Linked DNA regions of Mus musculus: region 2 is linked to region 1. The links are chromatin contacts, called in public promoter capture Hi-C maps. All regions are on one chromosome and are shown on one strand. Each heading gives the region's core, a stretch centred on a gene start, on an enhancer-like site or on the middle of the called end of the contact. The rest is flanking DNA. Distances are from core to core; before and after follow the strand shown. Region 1 holds the start of Tlk1 (tousled-like kinase 1). Region 2 holds the start of Scrn3 (secernin 3).

Region 1 (3,561 bases), core at 215-2,714:
TTCTTAGGTTTCAAAAGCAGAATGTGACTGAAAACAAGAATCTGAAGCACAGGAACACCCCAGTGACTTCTGGCATAGCTGACAACCAAGGCTCTATTCTGGGAGTACAGTTTATCTGAAGAAAACATTACGATGAGAAATGCAAAGTCATAAAAATAAAAAATAGAAATGACATTTTGGTCCCCCTGGTAATCATGTCATTTCCTTATGCCTGCACAGTTGCTCTATAGCATAATCATTTTAGTGTTCTATTCAATTTGGTTTAAAGAGAGCAGTAACCTTGTCGTATTTTTCCTGGACTACCAGACTTGCTCTTTTATGAACAAGATGGCCAATCGCTGGTGTGTGTACGTGGGTGTGCAGAAAGCTATGCTCTATCTATAAATTTTAGCAAATGCTGTAATTTGTTTTGGGAATTCGTCGTCAATACTCAACAGCGGCACCAGAAACTGGAAATTTCTAGAAACTATACCTTCTTCAAGATGAACACTATAGTTTTTTTGTTTTTTGTGTTTTTTACTGTGAATTCAGTAGTCAACATTTTCTATTTAGATTTTCCACTTCTGTGAAAACAAAGAACAAACAGCTATACCACACACTCAGGCTACCCCACCGGTAGGGTTTCTCAATTCTTTTGGTAGATTGTTTTAAGGAAAGTTTTATTTTCTTAGGTTCTTTTTTTTTTAATTCCGTGACTACTCCTGTTTTGCAGATGGATAAGTGCACACTGCTCTTTCTTTCTTTTTCTTTCTTTCTTTCTTTCTTTCTTTCTTTCTTTCTTTCTTTCTTTCTTTCTTTCTTTCTTTCTTTCTTTCTTTCTTTCTTTCTCCTTCTTCTCCTTCTTCTCTTTCTTCTTTTTCTCCTGAAGGGCAAGAAGCAACTCTCAACTTTTCAGTTCCATTTTGAGACTCCGGAGCCAGGCGAGAGCAGAGGCGTCTCGGGCAGGCTGGGTGTGGGGCGCGCTTCGGAGCAGGCGCGCCGCGGCGAGGGGGAGGCAGGTGGCAGCGGGGGCGCGCCTCCCTCCGGCCGGCTCCGCGCACGCGACTCGCCGCTCCGCGCCGCGCCGCGGGCCCCGCGCCTCCCAGCGCGCTCGCGCCCTCCCCGCCCTCGCCCCGCCCGGGCAGGGCCCTCCCCCCTCCCCCCTGCCGGCCCCGCGGCCGCCGCCGCCGCCGCTGCTACCGGAGGCGCAGGAGCCTCGCGATAGTGTTTGCATTGGCGGCGCGTGACGCCGCCGCCGCCGCCGCCCGTAACTGATGCAGAGGTTACCCCGCCGCCTCAGCCGCCACCCACCGCCCGCCACCGCCCGGGCGACGCCGGGGCCCGACGCACTGCAGAGGTGCCGGCAGGTTCCGCCCGCGGAAGTGGCCTCGGTCGGCGCGGCCCGCGCTCCGCCCGCGCTCCGGCCCCGGCCCCGCGGCCCCGGCCACTCGCCTCCCCTCGGCGCTACCCTCCCCGCCCGCCCTCCGCCCGGCGCGCTCCCTCGGCGGCGCGGCGCTCCCCTCCCAGCCCTCGCGCCCGCGCTCGCCCTCAGCGCGGCCCCCGCCATGACGGAGGCGGGTGCCGGTGCCGCCGCCGTCGCAGGGGGGGAGTCGGGCTCCCAGAAAGTAGCTTGATGAGTGTCCAAAGTAGCAGTGGAAGTTTGGAGGGGCCGCCATCTTGGTCCCGGCTCTCCACGTCTCCAACCCCGGGCTCGGCGGCGGCGGCCAGGTCCCTGCTGAATCACACGCCGCCATCCGGGAGGCCCAGGGAAGGTAAGCGCCGCCGCGCCCTCCCGCGGGCTCCCTCGGCCCGCGCGGACCCCGGGCTGGGGTGGGGGGTGGCGGTTCGCGGGCGGGAGGCCTGCCCTGGCTCCCTGAGCCTCCTGGCCTCGGGGCTCGGGTGGGTTTGCCCTCGCGGTGCAGCCTCGGCGCGCGAGCCCCCTCCCCTAGCCCGCACTCCTCCCATAGAGGCGGTCCCCGCGCCGCAAGCCGGGCCGCCGGGACCGGTTAAGATGCCCCTCGCCCGCCTCCCGCATGCTCTGGGCTGCCTCGGATCCGAGTCGGATCCCCATCGCGGCCCCTAGAGCGATCCCAACGGCAGACCGACTCGTGGGCAAGGCTGCTCGTGCCACCCCCCCCCCCCCCCCAGATGGTTGCAACTTTCCTTCCTTCGCCATCGGCTCCTGCATGTTTGAACGTTATGCTCGTGGGTTGCAAGTACGCTCGTGTTCCTTTCTGCCCAAGGGTGGTGGGCTTTTTTTTTTTTTTTTTTGGTGGAAATTCCTGCTTGAAGGTTTCTGCAAAACACGCACTGAGATCGGTTACAATTGTTTTCTAAGTTTTCTGGCTCCTTGCATGCAAGTGTTCTGCCACCAGATGTAGCAGTCACACAGCTAGTAAGGCACCTAGTGCTTTTGACTAAAAAATGAACTTGCTGCCTTTAACTTTAAGTATACTCCATAAAATGGAATTCGGGAGAACACTCCTTTACCAGGGAAGAATAAATTTGCATCGGATCTCTTTTAACGCCCTTTTGTCTGGAAAATGCGAAGTCGTATTCGTTAGCAATCGGTAAATGGGCTGTTCGCTCCCGGTTGTCTCGCACAAGGAGATTATCAGCACCTTTAAAAAAAAGAAGAAAACGTTTGAAAGTCCAGCAGTCTAGTAAGCCTTGTAAAGAAATTCAGAGCTTCGGTTTATGAGTCGTTCGGATTATTGTATTTTGAAAATATGTCTATATTTATTATCCATAGCTTTGGTAATTGCTAATCAAATGTTTCTTGCCCGGATCCAGTGGTTGAGGCATAGCATTCTTTGTCATTTTGTTCCCGTGAGCATGTGTGAAAGTGACAATAGGCTCAAAGATTGACGTGAATATGCTCTAGAAAATTCATGGGAAGATTTGATTTATGGCATCCATTAAACATGCCGAATACGTTGACAGACATTTTCCCCTTTCATCTCACCCTGACACTGATTTTTCATTAAAAGAAATAAGAGCTTATTTATTGAATGACTTAAATTAATAATCTGAGTTTTTCCTTCTGTTCTTGAAAGTTTATGTACATGTATAAGCTTGAAAATTTGTAAGTTTAAAATTTAAAGTGTGTGTTGTAAATAGGGCAGTTGGTGCTTGTAGCTTGCTTGTTTCCACTTTGTAGTTTCATTACGATGTCTAATGGTAGTATGAGTTTTGAAAGATTATCGTGGTTTCTAGAGTACTATACCTTTGAAAAATAATTCCTCATTGATTTCTCAAGTGTTTATTGAGCCATTACTATGAGCCAGGACCCGTATGTGATAATCTGCTGAATACATGGTGTTGGTTTAACAGTTGACTTCTGTTATCAGTCCTGGGAATTTGGCAGGCACCAAATTCAGATGGAGTTTCTAAGGAAGGTCAGCCCTAGCTGACCGTCTTAGGTGTGCCGTTCTGCACCCTTCCTGATGATGAAATGTTCTGAATGGTTGGAATAACTTAATTCAAACTTCCAAATAACCAGAAATCCTGCTCCCCTCCCTCAGCAGCTTTTTTTTTTTTTTTTTTTTTTAAATGGGTTTTGTTTTTTGTTGTTAACCTAAA
Region 2 (3,472 bases), core at 894-3,393, 2.5 Mb before region 1:
GACAACAAAACCAAAACCAAACAACCAAAAAGGAATTTATGTAAACAAACAAATGTTCCCAATATTGCTACAGAGGAGGTCTCCTTTGGCTTGAGGAAAAACGCACACAGAGACTATAATATTGAAAAGACAGACAATTTGAAGCAGACCCAGTACTTTGGAGATCTCACTTTTGGAGGCAGAGATGGGTGAATCTCTGAGTTTGAGGCAAGCCCTGTGTTCCAGGACAGCCAGGGGTAGTGTCTTAAAAAAAAAAAAAAAAAAAAGCCACCTTTCATGTTTTCAGGAAGTTCACATTTGTAACTTAGAAATCCTGACTACAGAACTGACGTACGGATTCTCTTTTCCAGATTCTGTGATCTGGAAAATCTTAAATTCCAGTTTGTAGAACCATTCAAAATCTCCTATTTTTATTTTGCTTCCAGAACAGACATAGTTTTAGTTTACTTCTATTATTTATCTTTTTAAAGGTTTATTTTTACTATTTGTGTGTGTGTGTGTGTGTGTGTTTACACTAAGAATGGGGATGCCCGAGAAAGCTAGAAGTGGGCCTCAAATCCCCTGGAGCTGGAGTTAGAGGTTGTAAGGCTTCGTGCACGGCCACCTTGTGTGTTAGGAACGGAACTCAAGTCTTCAGGGAAAGCACTGAGCTATCTTAACCATTGTTCTCTCTCTCTAACCCAGTTCCCTTCTTTTATAAGAACCAAATCATGCTGGGGGTGGTGGTGCACACCTTTGATCCCAGCACTTGGGAAGCAGAGGCAGATCTCTGAGTTCCAGACCACCCTGGCCTACAGAGTGAGTTCCAGGACACCCAGAGCTACACAGAGAAACCCTGAAAAAAAACAAACAGGAAGAACCAATTCTTAGCATAGTTTTATATGGGAGCATCCTAAATATTTTAAAACAAAATAAAAAATATAAATACAATAAATGTTTTATTGAAAGGAAAGCAAAGCAGGATATGATAGCCCACCTGCAATCTCAGGACTCGGCAGGATGAGCTAGAGTTTAAAGCTAGCCTATGTCTCAAAATGACTCAAGAAACAAGTTCACCATGGAACAAGTAAAGGGTCTTCTCCATCTCAAAGATGGGAAGACGTACCAGTTTTTCTTTTGTGTCGCCCCTCTAAATTTCTTGATCTCCTGCTTACTGTGCTCCAAAGTTAGCTACTCCAACACATAATTTAGGCAGGCTATTAATTCTCCTTTTTTCCAGGCCCGTCAGTATTAAAATAAATAAGTAAATAATTATTAAAACACCACCTAGAAGGTGAAAACCCAGCTTGGTGGTGCATGCCTGTAATTGAAGATTGAGCGTTACGTGGACCGCGCCACGAATAACACAAGATAAAAAAACAAAAAACTGGCACACAGCCAACACCCAAATGAAAGCTGACATCCGTTGTACCTTGGCATTCTTATCCTCACCAGACTAAGTGACTATCCTCAGTGGACTAAGCCTTGCTTACCCGAAACTGGGATGGCGGCAACAGCTAAGAAACCCGCACCCAGGGAGAAAGTCGTTGGCCCTAACATGTTCTCATCATTCACGATGTTTGCTGAGCAAACTTCTGCATGGCTAGAAATAACGGAAGGGAGCTGGGTGTAGTGGCGCAGGCCTTTAATCCCAGGCCTGGGAAGGCAAAGGCAGACGGATCTGTTAGTTCAAGGGCAACCAATGCTACATGGCGAGGTATACATAATGATAATAATAATAATAATAATATTATTATTATTATTATAATTATTATTAAACCTTAACAGTAATTGGAAAGGAAGAGCCTAGGTTCTTGAGCTTCTAACAGTCTATTCCCGTGCTTTTGGTAACACCAATCTTCCGAGGCTCACAAACGTCCTACAGTTGCCGGGAGACAACTTAATCTACATGGGAACTGCGCGGCAAAAGAAAATTTTTTTGCAACTGGAGTCGGCGTTGCCAGAAAGTGCTGGGCTCGAACCTCGAGACCTCGCTTGTTCGGGCTGACCGCGCTCGGATCGAAGCTGACGCAGCAGAGCCCGCCGCCGCTCGCGACCCCGCAGAGAGCGAGCATCGCGCACAGGGGGTTCCCCAAGCTTACCTCTGCTGCGCACGCGCGGACGCCGCCAAAGCCGCGGCAGCCACCAGAAGCGACTGCCGGAAGAGAGCAAGAGGGGCGGTGCCAAGCGTCAAACCACGGAAGTAGTCATCCTCCCGACCTCGGAAGTTCTCGCCCAAACTTGCCTAGCAGTTCCGGTGAAGCTCCGGGAGTTTGTTTACGTTCCGAGAAGACCTAGCGGTTGGCTTCTCCGACTCAGACGCCAAGATGGGGAAGTCATTCGCCAATTTCATGTGTAAGAAGGACTTCCATCCTGCGTCCAAATCCAACATCAAGAAGGTGAGTAAAGGCATCCGGAGAGGGCAGAGATTGCTAAGCTCCCTGGGAGGGTCGTATCCTCCTCACGGCTGGAGTCGTCGATCTTTCCCCCTTGCAGGAATGATCCCCCAAGTCCCGCCTGTCAGTCAGTGGGGAGACCCACGCATGGTTTGATAACACTGTCCGTTCAGGATCCGTCTCCTACAGCCCCAAGCCGGTGAACTCTGCTCTGGGTCGAGACTCCTGCTTAACGGAGATCTTCTGGCAGAAATCCTCCCTCTGCTCACTCTCCATCCCGTAGTGTGTTTCTGATGGCTGCGTTCAAGTTGAGCGTTTTAAACAATCACAGGGCAACCAGTTGCTGGACACAGAAGGGCCGTGGCGAGAATTACAGCGCCAAAGAATGGCGACGGGAGAGTGCTTGGGCTTTGGATTCTTAGTTCAGTACAGTTACATGTAGCCCTGAGGCCTCGCACAAAATAGTCAATGATGTGAGCATTAGCCTCGTACACTGTTGATCAAGAATTATCAGTGTCAGTTGCCCTAGTTTGTAAAAATTTTAGGGAGATTAGATGAGATAGTATGGCCAATGACTAGAAACTCGAAATGAAGGCTTAGCACTGTGTGTTAAGAAAAGTACTCAAGTACTCAAAAGTACACAAACTTATGAGAATATATTTCGCTTTTGTTTCCAAACCAGTTGTGGGTCCTGTATATTACCATACATCTAAAGAATGTATATATTAGCATGCATGTACATTAGGATATCTGTGGAAGAAAGTGCAAGAAATGCTAACACTGGTTATCTGCAAATATAGTTACTTAGGTTTTTAAGTCCCTTGGGAGTGGGGAGGGCTTGCCAGATCTCAGCCTTACTCCTTGACCCCAAAAGTCTTGTTCTGTTTATTTTGTAGTACTCCTAATCCCCACGAGTGTATTTCTTTATGTGTTTCATAGCCTCTATTTGAGGTGGGATCTCCTGCAGTCTAAGCTGGCTTCAAACTTGCTGTCTAGGGAGGATAGCCCTGAACTCCTTGTCCTTCTGCCTCCAACCCCCTGCCCCCACCCCCAACCCCCACCCCCGCATGCTGGGATTACAGGTGGAAGCCACTGCA

Evidence for each region. Capture Hi-C pulls out chosen DNA fragments and counts their contacts.
Region 2: a promoter capture Hi-C map of adipose tissue shows a contact between it and region 1, with 3 times the contacts expected there. The contact joins the promoter of Scrn3 here to the promoter of Tlk1 in region 1. A contact is called at or near these places in 1 of 39 promoter capture datasets (liver) and 2 of 9 other capture datasets (adipose tissue and liver).

What each region holds. Positions count from the first base shown.
Region 1 is chr2:70,823,383-70,826,943 of GRCm38.p6, reverse strand. It overlaps Tlk1 (tousled-like kinase 1), which reads left to right and starts at 1,464. Exons shown (of 20, transcript NM_172664.3): 1 at 1,464-1,751. The coding sequence starts at 1,613.
Region 2 is chr2:73,311,323-73,314,794 of GRCm38.p6, reverse strand. Scrn3 (secernin 3) reads right to left here and starts at 2,143. Exons shown (of 8, transcript NM_029022.1): 1 at 2,082-2,143. Cir1 (corepressor interacting with RBPJ, 1) reads left to right here and starts at 2,203. Exons shown (of 10, transcript NM_025854.3): 1 at 2,203-2,378. The coding sequence starts at 2,307.